Linked DNA regions of Oryza sativa: region 2 is linked to region 1. A link is a contact called in public HiCAR-type data. All regions are on one chromosome and are shown on one strand. The core of a region is the stretch at or near the end of the contact, and the rest is flanking DNA. Distances in the headings are between cores, read along the strand shown.

The links. HiCAR-type assays count read pairs that join an accessible place to other places.
Region 2: a contact with region 1 is called in a HiCAR-type map of leaf, with 1.7 times the contacts expected there. The contact joins the promoter of LOC4338403 here to the promoter of LOC4338400 in region 1. A contact is called at or near these places in 4 of 15 Hi-C or Micro-C datasets (leaf, leaf mesophyll, panicle and 1 more) and 4 of 4 datasets of contacts at active chromatin or transcription factors (leaf and seedling).

Annotation. Positions count from the first base shown.
Region 1 is chr5:14,828,353-14,832,668 of ASM3414082v1, reverse strand. LOC4338400 (wall-associated receptor kinase-like 20) reads right to left here and starts at 2,923. Exons shown (of 3, transcript XM_015781942.3): 1 at 2,024-2,923; 2 at 1,895-1,936. The coding sequence starts at 2,870.
Region 2 is chr5:14,878,283-14,882,404 of ASM3414082v1, reverse strand. LOC4338403 (receptor-like protein kinase FERONIA) reads left to right here and starts at 2,770. Exons shown (of 2, transcript XM_015784640.3): 1 at 2,770-2,912; 2 at 3,709-4,122. The coding sequence starts at 3,937. LOC136356426 (a long non-coding RNA gene) reads right to left here and starts at 358. Exons shown (of 2, transcript XR_010741216.1): 1 at 256-358.

The DNA of each region.
Region 1 (4,316 bases), core at 1,674-4,173:
ATAGTCAAAGTAGTCCTCCAAGTTTCATCAGTTTCATCAGAGGCTTAGTTTAGTTCTATTTCAATCTATCTATATATATATAAGTACTTCAAGTTTTCCTTTTAGTTCAAATTTATCCTTGAACCAACAATTTTCTTCATAAATAACACACACACACATATATATATATATATAAAAGAGAAAAATTGCATGCTTGAATTTTTTATAGATAATACATAGTATATTATGTAAAATAAAAATAAATTATGTACTAGCAAGTGTATACGATAGCAATTGCTTAAGTTTCATGTGCACATATTGAAATAATGGGAAGTACATATGTAATGTTGTTTATTTATATTGGCTTTCTCTTTTCTAGTGTATAGTTGTATACAAATTAAGGGCAAAAAGGATATTTTCTAATAGGAATATTGACTGGAAATAGCCATATGGCATATTAAGTGGACCCAAGGATGATTTCAAGCCAAAACAAATATTTAGAGGAGCTATATGGACAAAATAAAACGTGAAAGACCAAATTAAACCTTCGGTGAAACTTGAGGGACTAAATTAGCTATTCACCCTATATTTAACCAGCTAGATGAAAATTACATGTGTGTTGCTGCTGTTACCGTGGGATAGAAGGTTACATCTACCGAATTCACAATGGTTAAAATGAGTTGTGTGGTGTGTTGATTTTCATTGTAGCGATTAGCGAACATGGTTTGATTTGATATATTTTATATGTTTTGGAACTTTGATCAATCGATTATCCCAAATCTAGAAAAAATTAATTAAGTTGATGTGGCACCATGAGACAGGATAGACAATTTTCATATATAAACTATCCAAGATGTGGCCTCCATGAATTATTTATTAAGTATTGTTTTCAAAGAAAAATCTTGGTACATCCATTTAATGGTTGGGCTCCACGAAGGAGTTAAATTGTTTCGCGTGGAGAATTCGTACAAACTCCAAAGCGAGCTAAATCGTGCAGCAACTCATTCCAAATTTCCAACCGTTGAACTTCCTTGGTTCGTCCGTGTTGTAAAGCTGACAATGCTAGCTCTCTGGATGGAGTTAAGTAGATTTACACTTGCTCTGGTATGGTCAATGCTTTTCTCCGGATGTAAGCCGCCGCAAGTTGACCATTGGCGCAAGGGAGTATGGGACCCAGCATGATACTGATGTAAACCTACTTTCAGTTGATCTCTCATTTATATTCAATCCAGATCATTGACCTCAATTTTATTTTATCAGCCCGGATTACTTATTGTATACCGAATAAAAATGACTAAGTGCCTTGACCATGCTCCTGATATGTATTCGATGCTTGGATTATTTCTTATTCATAATCAGATAACTATAATACTACGACCCCCTCTATCTACAAATATAAGCATTCCAAATATTTTTTTAAAAATTCAGTATTATAAACATTCCAATCAATTAAAATTTATTCACAAATGTAAAGATTTTAAAATAATATGTGTCCCATCAATCATTTATCTCTCGTTTAAATTTATTTTCGTCTTATCCCCAACGACCACACTTCTACCCCTATCCATACCTCATTCTTTCCTTCTTAATTTTACTCCATGCTAAGAGAAATTTTCATATTTGTGCACGGAGCGAGTAACTACTCGCAGTAACAACTAACAAAAGGGTAATAGCGGCCTACTTAATCACTGAGTTTTCACCAAAGCAACGAATAACGACTCCACAATTCGATCTCTCTCCGTTAAAACCAAGCAAGCGGCTAGTCGCCCGCCTTGCAAATTGAAGTCGTAACTAGATAGTAGGCGTCAAGCATGCATCCCGATCGAGAACAGAGGTCCTAATTAATTTCCCAGGATGACAGTAATAAGAAATTAAGACGCTAGCTAGCGCTGAAGGAAGGAAGCAATATAATTACCAGCAATGAGAGGCGCATGGTTGGATCCGCTATCCGTGAGATCTGCATCAAAATTAACAGCCATAAAAAAAAATTAGAGGCGCCTCACAGCCGAGCTGTCAGCCGTCGAAGCAAAAAAATTAAACGTACTCTGCTGCTGGCACGCGCCAGCGATGGGATTCCAGACGAGCCCGGACACGCACAGGCAGCGCCGGACCGTGCCCGCGCCTCCGGTTGCCGACGGGTCGTCGGCGCAGGTGGCGGCGGCGCCGTCCTCGCAGTCGGCCTGCGTGCGGCACAGCGGCTCCCTCGGCGTCGCCCACTGCAGCTCCAGCCCGAGGCGGCTGCCCCACGTCGCCGGCGGCTGCGACGGGTCGAGCCCCACGAAGCTCCGGTACGCGCTGCACGACTGCGGGCCCAGCCGGATGCGGTACGACGTCGACGAGCCCCCCGCCACGAACGTGCAGCACAGCGGCAGCGGCGCGCACGCCGACGCCGTCGACCCCGCGGCGCCCGCGTAGGCGTGGCAGAGCGAGTTGGAGGAGCAGTTGAGCGGCGACCGCAGCAGCAGCTCCGTGCAGTTGAGCAGCATGACGGTGTTGGACGAGCTGACGTTGAACGGCCGCGATGGGTCCAGCTGCACGCCGCGGGACGCCGCCGCGCCCACCGACACGCACGCGCCCGGCGACACGAACGGCGCCGGCGACACCACCAGGCGCTGCGACGCCGGGGAGATGGAGGTGATCGGGTACGACGTGCCGTTGAGCGCGTCGAACAGGAGCGTGGGCGCCGTGCCCCCCGCCGCCGCCGCCGCGCACCGGACCTTGTACTCCGGGTCGCCGCACCCGTCCGCCGTGCTCAGCGGGTACGGCACCTCCGTCGAGCCGCACGGCGGGCACACTCGCGCGTGACCGCCCGGAAGAAGCAGCGCCATGGCGACGGCTACCTCCAAGAAGAAGAGGAGGAGGGCACGGCGCGACAAGCTCGAGCTCGCCATTGCTCCTCCCTGGCTTAGGCTCCTAGTTACAAAGCTAACTAGTGGTAATCCTCGCTCTTGTCATCGAGGAGTATGGTTTTAAGGTGGTCCGCGACATCTGCCGTCCGTTGCTTGCATTCTACCAAAATGTTTGACTCGCTTAATTTGTAGGCGCCGCCTTCTAATTTACGATTTTTTTTTCCTTTTTTTATAATAAAAACTTGTCAGTACAAGAATCTCGAGATGAGAAATTGTCAGTACTCGATGCTTTGGAGAGATTATAAGTTGAAATTTTGGTTGTGTTTAGTTTCTTCTAAAGTTGGAAGTTTGGGTTGAAATTGTTACAATGTGACTGAAAACGACAGGTTGATGTGATGAAAAAAATTAGAAGTTTGGATTCAAAGTTTGGATCCAAACACTTGGGCTGATTAATCAGTAGTATAGGGTATACTCGATTAACCTGCTGCTAAAATATGAGTACGCGCTAAGGGGCCAGGAAGATGAGTTGGTCAAAGCTATTGCGTATTTGCGCATCATACTCTTATTCATAGTCGTAGTACTCTTGGTCAGGGCCATCCTCTGACTTCTAGTTGACTATTGCGTCCATGCGGGCGTGGCGGGTTTGATCCGGATCCCATTCTCCTGCAGGAAAAGCGGCTGGTCCAGTGATACCAATACATGAGTCAAGTCAGCGGGAAAAAAAATAAATCAAAATTTCTCAATTCTTGTTAGTTTATTTGCCGGATTATTTGCTTCACGACTAAAGAATATATTTCCTTAAAATACATTCTTCTAGTATTTATTAAGTTTATTATCAAAATATTTAATTTATCGCTATAATCAGGCAAATGTTGTGTACAATCCACACAATAATGAGCATGTTCAGCTTAGATTATTGGTGCAGCGGTTGCAGTTACACCTACAGTACAGCTATTGTATAAGAAACACGGCAACTAGTCTATTACAAGAGATATACTCCCTCCGTCCCAAAATAAGTGCAGTTTTGCACTATTCACGTTCAACGTTTGACCGTTCGTCTTATTTGAAAATTTTTTATAATTAGTATTTTCATTACTATTAAATGATAAAACATGAATAGTACTTTATGTGTGACTAAATATTTTCAAATTTTTCATAAATTTTTCAAATAAGACGGACGGTCAAACGTTGGGAACGAATATCCACGGCTGCACTTATTTTGGGACGGAGGTAGTAGCTGTACAACTGTAGTCAAGGGGCTACTGAACAGGCCCAATCTGCTTCAAACTAAGGCCTCTTCCTATAGAGCTAATTCTTTCTTCCTATATAGTTGGTACCCACTAGACTATAAAGCTTGCACCACATTGCGCCACGTCATCCTTTTCTCTTGAGCCATTGGATTATTTGCAGGTCTCCGGATGGACGTTAGATCGACATTCAACAATATTGGGCCAGGCCAGACCAGCCCATCCTACTCAGCCTCTGTTA
Region 2 (4,122 bases), core at 1,521-4,020, 50 kb before region 1:
CTGGCGCCGTGGTATGAGGGGCGGCGCCACTTGGGCTGGCGCCCCCTTCGGCCTAGTCAGCACCTCCACGACAGCCCTATTGCCACGGTGGCACAGGCACGGCGCCATTGTGGCTGGTGCCGCCATGTTGGGGTACGGCGCCAGCCACTCTGGCGTCCCAAAAAGGACCATTTCCGGTTTAAGTTTTCCCAGGGGTCTATTTGTAAAATAAGTTTTCAAAAAGGACCAAAATGTAATAATTTCAGCCCGGTGGACGGCGGAGCCGCGGAGGCACCACAACGGAAGTCAAAGGCACTGCGACGGCCGCGAACGGTGGAGGCGCTGCGCAGCCTGCCGCCTGCACTCGTTGTCTTGTCGCCGCGCTCCATGAGATGGGCGTCGCCGTGTCAAAGGCACCACAACGGAAGTCAAAGGCACTGCGACGGCCGCGAACGGTGGAGGCGCTGCGCAGCCTGCCGCCTGCACTCGTTGTCTTGTCGCCACGCTCCATGAGATGGGCGTCGCCGTGTCGGGCCGGGACGGCGGCTAGTGGCGATGCATCGAAACGTATCGGCAGCATATCCATAATTATTATTTTTATTTGGAAACCTGGTTAACGAGGGATACGTATCAGAGCGTATCGATACGTATCCGTATCCGAGGACGTACTGTATCTGATATGGATACGTGAGCTGTGCACTGTATCAAGGTAACATAGGCCATACTAGCTTGCCAGAAGACACCAACAACACCTACTAGACACCCCCTACCCGGCCTTCCCCCTTTCCCCTCACCTCTACTCCTCAAACCAGCAATGGCAAGGTGCTCTGGTCCTCATCATGTCCCCTGCCTCTGGTACCCTCCTCCATCTCCGTAGCTCTAGCGCAAACCCTGACACCTCACCGCTTGCCCGTGCTCACTGTCCACCGTTGGGCCGCCGCCTCACCTCCTGCTCATGTTCACTATCCACTGTCGAGCCGTCATCTCTCACGGTCATCCCTCTAAGCCTAGCGATATCTCCCCTCCCACCCCCACCAAAGTATGGACCATAAACCCTAACATAGATGTTTATCAAGATCCTGAGAGTTAGAGTCACGTCAGATCACGAATCATGAAGTAAATCCTAAGATCGGAAATGTACAAGAAATCGTCCCAAACACTACTACATAAACTCTAAATGGTGCCGGTTGAGAAACCCCCTTAGGTGCCAGTTTTCCCAACAGACACCATGAAGGCCTTACAAATAACTTCCGTCATCGGTGCCGGGTTCCAGAACCAACACCTTTGAGGTCTCTGGAACGCAAAAAAAAAAAAATACCGGCTCAATGCATCGGCTCGAATAAGCAATTCCCTTCTCCCGTTCAACCCCTTACAACCGAGCACAAGAACACAACATGAACACCTCCTTCAAGGGGAACACAACATGAATAACTTCTTCAAGGGCCACCTTAGCCGCCTCTGCTGTCGGGCCGCCACCACCACTGGGTGGGGAGGCCGCTGTCGGGCCGTCACAGCACCTCCTGCTGTTGCCGACTCCCCTCCCGGCAAGATCTGGCGGAGGGGAGGGCGCCTCCCGCCGCCGCAGTCGCCGCCTCCTCCCCCCCGGCTGGATCTGGTAGAGAGGAGGGCGCCACCGCCACCCATGGGAGCCGCGCTGATGAGAGCGAGAGAGAGAGAGAGATAGAGAGAGAGAGAGAGTTGTCCGCTCATTCAGCGCTGTCGACCGCTCACTCGGTCTTATCCGCTCCTCGGCTCGGCTCGGTTTTTAAAATGTGTCACCTTTAATTTATTATAGGTGTCGGTTCATTAAAAAATTCGACTCCTATAAATAATTTAAGGTGTTGTTTTTTTTTGAAAAATGACACCTAATGTACCTATAATCACTTAAAGGTGCCGATTTTTCTTTGTTTTCAATCCGTGGAGGTGAAAAAAGACCTATAGGTGCCGGTTTTAGCACTTCCGGTATCTACAGCGTCGACACCTATTTGCTGTTTTGTGTAGTAGTGAAAATTTCTATCGAATGTGACGCATATAACAATCAACAGAACACCGTATGTCTTGAACTTGATAGATGATCTACAAAGAAAATAAAATCATGAGGCCGAATCAATGCAAATGACTTAAACACAGTTCTCCTCAATTCTGTCTACGGTTGTAATGAGCTAATTGAGCTTGGCTACACAGGCTACTCATCCTTTTTCAGTTTTTCAAACTGCTAAACGGAATATTGCGTGTGAAAAACTTTATAGATAGAAGGTATTTTTAAAAATCAAATAAATTTATTTTTTTAACATCTTAATAATTATTTCTTAATTAATTCTGTGCTAATTGTGTTTATTGTTTTGCGTGCAGCTAATCAGTCAAAACTTACGGACCGAAAAGAATGCGCCCGGTAAATTAGTTCGTTTCAGTGTTTCCCCGACAAAAGCACACCAAACAACCACATGCATTCTCTAACACCACAGAATGTTAATTAGCTCACCCGACAACTGGATTTTCCACAACTATAAGTCTATAACCCCAAGCAGGGCATCGTCGACAAAACTAGGGGCGTGCCATTGTGCCGACTTGACCCCCATAATTCATCCATACCAAACAAAAAGATAACCAAGAAACCATCATCACACCGGAATGGAGAAAAATGAGAATAATTTATTGAATGGGAGAAAAAGAAAGGAAGCTGAACAAGAACAAGAAAGAGAAAAGCAACGACGAATTTGTGGAGAACAGAGGGACCTCTCCGTGAAACTCCACTATATACAAGAGTAGCACTAGCACTAGCACGAGCCCATCATCCACCCCTCAACTCCACTACGGACCCGAGCTCGATTTCCCACCATCGTTTTGGCCACCGAAACACGCGCAGCAACTAGAAACTGCCGCGGGGCGCGCGGAGTCCATCTCTCCCTCTCCGACGCCGCGAGGTCGACGAGGTACTAGCTCTTGCCTCTTCATCTCCTCTCCTGTTAGTTCTTCCTGCTTGGATTGGTTGTGCTCCGTGGCCGCCGCGGCTACCATTCTTGGGGTACGTTCTTGGTTATGGGGTTGCTATTCTTGGCGCGAAATTTTGGCCCAGCGAAAAACCCCAAATCTGGGCTGGGAGGTTTGGGGGGTGGGGGTGGTTGATCAGTTGAGCTAATCGATCGAGTTCTCTTTGTATTTCTGTTTTGCTGCATGCAATGGAGTTGGAGTACTTAGTATTATGATCCCTTCTCATCAGCAGAACTGCAGGATCGCCGGTTTTGCAGATGGGGATCGGAACTAGCGAAATACGGGCGATTTTTATTCTGTTAGTTTTCCCCATATGCGAAATGATCGTTCTGGAGCTTTGATCGTGTTTATTTTCCTCCCTTTTTAGATTTTTCTTTTGGTTTTAGTTACAAATTTCTAACATTTTACCTGTTGACTTATATTAGTTTTTGACAAAGGATTTGTCGCGTTCAGTATCGACAACTTAATGTTCTGGTGTCCGACACATCTCTTTTTGTAACAGTAGATGGTGCGAAATTTGTAATAATAATAACCTAGAAAATGGATCAAACCAAAAGGTTTTGCCGTAACTTTCAAATTCTGTTCTCTTCAGCAGAAATTACTACCGTGTTTCATAGTACTTCTCGGTATGGTTTATATTCAGTTTGCTTCCAATATTTTATCATCTAAACAGATAAACTTGTGCTATTATTAGGGATCCATTTCTTGTTATTCATCTTTCCAATCTACAATTTGCAGAATTTCCGAACCCTTCGTTTGCTCTGATTGCAGGTGAATCTACAGGATTACAGCTATCTGGATGTGCTTTCTTCAGTAAACAAGAGTACAATCCTCCAAACTCTACATTTTCCTTGCCTCAAATCCCACCCAGAGAAAAGGCATTATGCAAGTGTTCCCAACTCTTATAGCAAATTGATGTGAACGAATCCTCAAACTTTTGATCCTGATACACCAACCACCACTTCAATGATGCACCCAAGCCTACTAGCTACCATCCAATGGCTCACACTGTCAGCCCTCCTATCGATTGCCATGGCGGCTGATAACAATTCCACGGCCTCTGCTCCAATCTTTCTGAATTGTGGAGCCTCTGGTGTGCAACCTGATAGCTACAATCGGAGCTGGGATGGGGATGCTAGCTCCAAGTTTGCG